Linked DNA regions of Mus musculus: region 2 is linked to region 1. A link is a contact called in public HiChIP or PLAC-seq data. All regions are on one chromosome and are shown on one strand. The core of a region is the stretch at or near the end of the contact, and the rest is flanking DNA. Distances in the headings are between cores, read along the strand shown.

Region 1 (4,077 bases), core at 1,053-3,552:
ACGTGGGAGGCCATACTTTTTTTTTTTTAAATGAGCCCCATCTTGTCAGTTAGTTATACCACACTTTAAAGAAACAGTAATAACGAAAGTAGTCTGCTGTAACCAGAGGATTTTAATATTCACATATAGCTGCTTTCCAAACCTTTCAGGGTTAGGATCTATCTACGGTAAAAAGCCAAGACCTTCAGAGAGCCACTTGCTTCCACCTGTCTCCTTCCTCCTATCCAAGTAGCTAGGGTTAGAGAAACAGGGAATGATGGTGTGTTCTTGTTGTTGTTGTTGACGATGATGATGTAGTTTTAAGCATGGCTTCCTGGACCTTCATTCTTGTGGCAATTAATTTACCAAGTGATCCATTTCCCTTGTTCTGTTTCTAGGGTGCTAGGGATGGAATCTAAAGCCATTTATATGCTAAGTGAGCATTTTGCCAAGAATTACATTTCTGGACCTTCGTGTCTTTGGGGTGTGTGTGTGTGTGTGTGTGTTTGTGTGTGTGTGTGATGTGCTGCAGCTTCCTAGAGAACATACGGACTGGAAAGAAGGGATGTGTTTCAGAATGTAGGACCAAGTCAAGCCAAGGTTGGGTGTTGGCACTTTAAGAAAGGCTTCCTTGTCCTCGGCCAGGTGGTCTGGCCGCTGGGCTGCTGGCAGAACACTCCTCTTTGCAGAGCTGTGAGCAGTGTGCCAGGTGGAAAGAGAAGCTGTGTCACAGCTGGAAAGTTTGAAAGATCCTCATTGCCTCACTCCCCATGCAGTGACTTAATGGATTTGCTGCTAGTGTTTACAGAGCAGGAAGGTACTAAGGGCTTCCCCCTTAGTGGGGAAAGGTTAAGTGGCTCCTTAGGAAAGCACAGAGGGAAGGGTGGGGCGGAACCCTTGTGAATGTGAAATCCTAGGTAACAGGATAGAGATCTGTTTTAGATGGAAACTAAGATCCTTTTACCTCCCTCCTTTCATTTTTCCTTTTATCTTTTTCTCCCCTCTTCCTATCCTCTCTGCCTTCAAATTTGTGCTCCTGATATGTATTGGGAAACCACGATTATCTAAGTATTGTTTGTATCTAATCTATGTGTCCACCATAACATGAAGAAAATGCTAAATTGTACCAGTGAATCATCTTCTGTAGTCAAAGTTTAAAACTTTTGTTAGATTCTTTCCTAAAGAGCCAAAGGAGTAAGGAATGAGGATGGGAGCTAGAGAAGGGGTTACAGAATCTACTTTTAAAAAGAACATTTTTACCAGGGGAACTGAGGCTGGAGCATCCTGTGGCCTCAGGAATCAAGGTCAGTTTGACCAACACAGTGGTATTTTGTCTTTCAAAAATTGTGAGACATTGGAAGCTTTAGTTTACTAAATTCAGCAAAGTGGAAACATCTGGTTGAAAACTGAGGGAAAAATCATTCAAGCTTCCAAATTAACAAAAAACCCCTATCGCTCATTAGTCATCAATTATAAAATCATATAAAATGTATGACTTTCTATTTTCCTCTCCAGAATAGAACTAGACCTATCTTGGAATTGTTTATATGCTAAAGTCACTCCTGTTGTTTGAGCACCTCCATGGACTGATGATGTCTGACATCATCAGCTAGCAAAAGCTGAATTGGGCTCATGCATTCTCGCCCCTGAAGTGAAGGGGAAACCATAAAGTGCACGAGAACATGATGATGTAGGTCACAGTGGCTACCCTGGTGAGCTAGAGCATATTTTTATGTCACCAAAAAGCATGAGAAGAATGCACAAAGGAAACAAACCAACCCTGAAAACAAAGGACCGAATGTGTGTCTTTTCTCTCACTGGAGACAGTTCCTTTATGTAATCATCCTTGTGGGCCCCTGTGTGGGTGTAAAGGGACTTCCTGTGAAGACCTACTGCATGAGTTGGCAATTTTTACAATAGTTTTAAAAGATTTTATATGAGAACAAAGACATTACAACGAATAAGTATGACAGTTATTAAATCTTTAGCAATCTATTCACCAAGATGAGCTTATTGCAGTACAAAGTGAAAGGACAAAAAGTTAAAAGAAGGGTGGGTGCTTGCCAGAAAGAAAGAAAAAAGAAATCACACCTCAATACCCAAAGCATCTGAAATTCTCTCTTTTATTTCTGACTTTCTAATTTGTCCGTTTCCAGGGGTCTCAGGGATCTTCTGCAATAAACTTTGATCAGAGAATCTGAAAGTTCACAAATGTTAGAAATAGAAAATACCATGTTCTGTTCTTCCCCCTCAGAGAGTGTCTCATGTGGTGTGTGTGTGATATGCATGCATGTACCTTCAGAGACCAAAAGGGGACTCTGAATATCCTGGAGCTGGAATTTTAGGCATCATTTTTGTGAGTCATTTGGCATGGATCCTTAAAATGGAACTCTATTTCTGTGGAAGAGCAGCAAGTGCTCTTTATCCATTGAGCTGCCTCTCCAACCCCATATATAGCTTTCAGAAGGCCATGCTACACAACCTGCATCAGAAAGTCTCTCTGACAGGCAGTGCTATGTCTTGTCTCTTTAGCTTTTCTTTTCTTGGTGAGCATATCATGGTACATACATAACTAAGGAATCTGCTTTTCACCTAATCACTAAGTTTGGAGTGTGTCAAGGTGTACATGTTTGGGAATTCTTGGTGTTTTAATGTATATACACATCTCAGAGATTGTGTGTTGTTCCTTAATGGATGCACGTTACCTCTGTTTGGTAAGGTTTACTACCAGACTGGGGTTGATAGCTGGCCTTATCTTTATATATCATGTCATGGCATCACCAAATGGGCTCTGAAATACCAGGGAGATTTCTAATGTGGCATTCAATGCTCTTAAAATAAAGGTAAGCTGAAACTGCAGTTTCTCTTAGAGTTAAGAGCCAGTGTTGGTAGAATGTTGTTTCTGCCACATAGTTCATCATAGTGCTTGCAAGATAGAACACACGCATGAGCAGGGGATTAGATCTCACTTTTGCAATGGAGGAATATTTTTAAAATGATGGCCTGCTAGTTAGAAGAAAAATCAGTCCTGACCCTGACTGAGTAGATACCAGCTATTTAAGAACATGCAATCCAAGATGATCTCACCTCAAGGCTGTCATCTTCTACGTGTGGATGGGCTATCCTCCTTTTTTTTTGCCACAAGGAGATAAAAATTATTAGCTTGCTAAAGGTGCACTTGTTAAAGTTAACTTATTGAAGAAAGCAGACACTGAAGTGATGCTAAGCATCCCAAAGCATGTCTTCTGTCCATGTCTCTCAAAGAAGATGGACTATGTCAGTGTTTTCTCCAATAGAAATAAGTTTAGAAGACTTTCTTGACTTGTGACTGTTATCTTACATGGGCATGGTATTCAACTGTCCTCCAAATGCTTAGGTTTATACTCATAGATCAGTGCTGTTCTAAGTCTAAGTTTCTTTTTGCAGCAGGCAACAGCTAGTTTAGAGATCTACAACTAGTCACACTCCAGAGAGTAAATAGTCAGAGAGTGCTTGTTCCTCAACCAGATCTCTCTATTCTACCCATGATGAGGCTCAAGGACCACTGTGGAAGGAGATGGGAGGACATATTTAAGAGCCAGAGTTTGGCATGGAGTGCTAAGAAGATTTCCTATGGGACAATAACATGACTCTGATGCTGAGCCTGATGACCTAGATTTCTTTCTACGATCCATATGGCCAGTAGGGGAGAACCAGTTCCTGTAAGTTGTTTTCTGATCTCTACATATAGTGAACGTGTTCACATGTATGCACAACCCTACACAGTAACACCTCTCCTTATATGCACACACAGAAAATAAAGCATAAAGCAGCTTTAAAAATAATATCTTCTGGACACAACACAGTGTTTGCACGTGTGAACTCACTGCAGTAGTGTTACCCACCTAAGACCTACACAAGACTGGAACCTCACTTTCCTCTAGTACCTGTTGGAGGCTCCTGAGGCTTCACCCCTCACTGAAGGACTACAGCCAGTTAATAGGTTTGGGGGGAAAGAGTTCATTTTCTGTGTCAGTATATCCACTGGTAAGTTGTCTATATTCCAGTTAATGACCCTCCACTCATACCCATTCAAGCAACTATAACTAAATCCATTGG
Region 2 (4,046 bases), core at 776-3,275, 570 kb after region 1:
AGAGCTTTTATCTTAGCTTTATAAATGCGACTTTATAAATTTTCATGACTTTCTCAGGATCATTGGGCAGATTTTACAATTCGTTACACGCAGTCCAGGATATCTTTTTTTTTTTAACTAGGTATTTTCCTCATTTACATTTCCAATGCTATCCCAAAAGTCCCCCACACGCTCTCTCACCCGCTCCCCCACCCACCCACTCCCATTTCTTGGCCCTGGCGTTCCCCTGTACTGAGGCATATAAAGTTTGCAAGACCAATGGGCCTCTCTTCCCAATGATGGCTGACTAGGCCATCTTCTGATACACATGCAGCTAGAGACAAGAGCTCAGGGGTACTGGTTAGTTCATATTGTTGTTCCACCTATAGGGTTGCAGATCCCTTCAGCTCCTTGGGTACTTTCTCTACCTCCTCCATTGGGGGCCCTGTGTTCCATCCAATAGCTGACTGTGAGCATCCACTTCTGTGTTTGCTAGGCCCCAGCATAGCCTCACAAGAGACAGCTATATCAGGGTCCTTTCAGCAAAATCTTGCTAGTGTATGCCATGGTGTCAGCGTTTGGAGGCTGATTATGGGATGGATCCCCAGATGGACCATCTAGAGACTGCCTGTGCTTTTCAATGAGATGGAAAATACTGAAGAACTCCAATCTGAGGAAAGCATTTAATGTTGAATAGGTAATTTACTGTGGAATCAATGTAAATTGACTAAACATTCCTGTTAAAACATATCTTGTATCGAGTTAAAAGAAATGCTAGAACGTTGAAATTACCAAGGTATAGTAATGTGTCTCTGCCATCATCAGCACTCAGAAAGCCAGTGTATGCTATCCTCCCATACACACAGACAAAAAAAAAAGCAAAAAGATGAAACTAACAAACTCAAAGAAAGTAAAAAATAGATACTGAGATGTGGGGAAGGCATTCCTAGCATATAATTTTATAATCTTTAAGTTTTATCAATGTCATGATTTTGTTGCCATGATAAAAGCACAATGACCAAAGCAACTTATAAAAGAAAGAGTTTATTTTGACCTAGCACTGAGAAGGAAAATCAGTAATGGGAGAGAAAGGCGCCACAGTGCTCAACAAAAGCATGAGGCCTAGAGGGCAACAGAAAAGCGAAAGCTGGACAGCAATGTGGAAATGGAACAAGGAAGGCTAGTTACTCTCAAAGACCTCCCCAGTAAAGCTCTTCCTGCAGTGAGTTTCTTGTCCTGAAACTTCCATGGCGTCCCCCAAAAGCACCAGCAATGGGGACAAAGTGTTAAATATATAAGCCTATGGGGAGAAATCTTCTATTCATGTTACTATATTTGATAAGAAACATTTCATTTACTTGGAAGGATGATAAGGGAGAACATGTTTCCTTGAGGAAGAGTATAAGCTTTATATTTTATATATGCCATCACATACATATATATATGGAGAGAGAGAGAGAGAGAGAGAGAGAGAGAGATGTGTGGGTGTGTGTCTGTATTGCACATGCTCAAGATTTCCTTAAGACAATTATATTTTTTCTTGTCCACATTTGACTTGTGAATGTCTATTTGCAAAACAATACTATATTCAAATCCTAAATTGCATGAATTATAGTGTTAAGTCTCAGATCAGAAATTAAAAGCTATATATGGGTGTGTGACCTAAGTAAATGATGATTTGTTCAAAAGAAAAAATATTATTCAATAATGGGCATGTTCAAGATTACTGTTATTATACTGACTTGGTTTGTGTTTCTGGAGAAAGAAACCACATAAAATGCACAGTTCACTACTGCCCTCTGCTGCACACAGGGCAGAGGAGAGAACTCGGAAGAGTGGCCAGAGAGCTATAGTATTGTGTCCTGACAACACACTCAGGTAGGATCCTGTTTAGTGACCACACTAACTGATCCTGGGTAAAACACACTTACTGAATTTCACTGCAAAAATAGTGTTTCAATCAGATTCATAGTGTGTCTAAAACACCCTCATAACTCAGGAGAAAAGATAGCTAAAATCCAAACAAAATGCTCATGCTGGACAGATCTCCGTGAATGAGTTACTTTTTCATAGACATGGTCTGAAGCCAGAGGGAAGCATCTCATTATTAAGGGGTCAGTGGAGTTCCTCTTTGATGTTTAGTGAATTATTATGAGAAGAACATCCAGAGAACAAAACGTTCCAATGGCAAGTCAATGATAAAATCTTACAGAGGCAGACCAGAGTAAGGCAAATTTGCCTTTTAGAAACTAGGAAGGATTTTCGTTGTTTTGTTTTCAGTTTTGTTTTGGTTTGTGTGGAAGGCTTCCAGCTGAGAGAGAACACTATGTGCCTCCTACCAACAGAAGGCTTGTTACAATGGAAGCAACCCTTAAACCGCATTCTGCCAAACATGCAAACATTCGTCAGCAAACAGGAAGAAGTCACCCAACCTAGTCATGCAAGCTGGCTGTCTTCTCAGGCCTCAAAACTCTCAAGTGCTCACGATGATCTTTTAGCTGACTCAAACAACTTTCTATCGGCTGCTGAACAACAAGTCATTTCGGGCTGGAGTGGAAGGGAAAGGCGAAGAGGCAAACCAAGTAACATAGAGACCATATAACATCACACCATAAAGACAGAAATAGTCTCTTTACGTGGACAAAATAATGTTAGAGCATCTAGTAAAACTAAATATTGTTTAAGTATTATTTAACTCCTGGTTTCCTTTCAGTTCCTAAATGGCTCCCAGTTAACAACATCTCTGGTGCATCTCTAAACAATTTCTTTGTGGGGCTCTGACTTATCTCGTGGTCACCAGTGTAGGACCACTGAATCCTATATGAAAGGTAATTTTGAAGCTGATAAGGCATATTTTGAACGGCAAAATCAGCAAAGCTTTGTTTTGGCAAGTAAAACGATAGAGCATGGGCAAACAGAGCTTTAATGCCACACCAGTTTTCATTTAACTGTTGTTTATCCATATACCAAATTTGCAAAGTTATCCACTGTGCACTTGCCTGTTCAATTGAAACTGCCTCAATGTTTGCAATTTTAGATATTTCCCTTTAAATATTAATGTCCTATTAGACAAATGGCTTGAACATATTTTCATGCATCATGTTGGTTTCCTTTATAAGGTCTACAAGTTGAATTCAAGGCATACTCAGCCTATACACACCACACACACACACACACACACACACACACACACACACACATTTTTTAAAAAAATATCTGGAAATCAAAGCAAAAATAAGCTATACCTTTACATGTAGTAGGATGACTGATATTTAAAGTCAAATTGTACTAACTCAGAAATGTATACTTTACGGAGTCCTATTTAGTTGTTTTGTTTTGCATTGCCTATGCTTTGGGAAATAATATTGGTAAAATCATGCCAAGACCAGTTGTACAGTTGTGCCAGTGTTTTCTTCTAGAATGTTTGTGGTTTCCAGCCCTATAATTAAATCTTCATCCATTTTTTGTTAGCTTGTGTGTATTATATAATCTAATGGTTCAGTTTCATTGTTTTGTATATGAGCTTCATTAGTTTGACAGCTTGCCATTTTCTTATTTTGTATTCCTGGCATCCTTGTTCAGAATTAGTAGATTGTATTTATGGATTTATCTCTGGATGCTTTACTGTGTCCCATGGCTTTATACATCTCTTTTTGTGCCAGTTCCATGTTGTTCTGATCACTGAAACTCTACGATACATGAGAAATTTCTCAAACTCAGTCACCATGAGGAAAAAATAAGAAGCTAAGGCCAGGAGACTGGCTTAGCAGGAAAACACTTGCTTCCTAAATGTAATGACACCTGAATCTGTATTTCAAGCACCCATAAAACACCTGATGGTATGTGTCCCTTTCTTGTACTTCCAGGGCTCAGAAGGGAGATACATACAAGGAAATACCAGAGAAAATTTACAAGCTAAATTAGCACCAAGCTCATATTAGCAGCTCTGTGTTCAACTAAGAAAGCCTGACTCAAGCCTGAACAAGGTGGATATCTAACAAAGAAGACTCCTGATGTCCACCCTGAGTCTCAATATGCACATGGACATACAAGGATACATAATTGTA

The links. HiChIP or PLAC-seq counts read pairs in DNA pulled down with a chosen protein or histone mark.
Region 2: an H3K4me3 HiChIP or PLAC-seq map of bone marrow-derived macrophages shows a contact between it and region 1, with 5 times the contacts expected there. The contact joins two enhancer-like sites. A contact is called at or near these places in 1 of 15 datasets of contacts at CTCF or cohesin (large pre-B cells), 5 of 484 Hi-C or Micro-C datasets (the C2C12 cell line, adipose-derived mesenchymal stem cells, bone marrow-derived dendritic cells and 2 more) and 2 of 115 datasets of contacts at active chromatin or transcription factors (bone marrow-derived dendritic cells and bone marrow-derived macrophages).

What each region holds. Positions count from the first base shown.
Region 1 is chr15:5,512,654-5,516,730 of GRCm38.p6, forward strand. All of the region lies in intron 1 of 5430437J10Rik (RIKEN cDNA 5430437J10 gene), which reads left to right. Among named protein-coding and RNA genes, the nearest start is that of 5430437J10Rik, 18 kb to the left of the region's middle. Within about 2 kb of position 2,303, at least 112 of the 459 cell types and tissues checked have an H3K27ac peak or open chromatin away from gene starts, as enhancers often do. A contact at or near this core is called in bone marrow-derived macrophages and group 2 innate lymphoid cells, where this site is marked.
Region 2 is chr15:6,079,131-6,083,176 of GRCm38.p6, forward strand. No RefSeq gene overlaps it. Among named protein-coding and RNA genes, the nearest start is that of Gm41259, 36 kb to the left of the region's middle. Within about 2 kb of position 2,026, at least 37 of the 459 cell types and tissues checked have an H3K27ac peak or open chromatin away from gene starts, as enhancers often do. A contact at or near this core is called in bone marrow-derived macrophages and group 2 innate lymphoid cells, where this site is marked.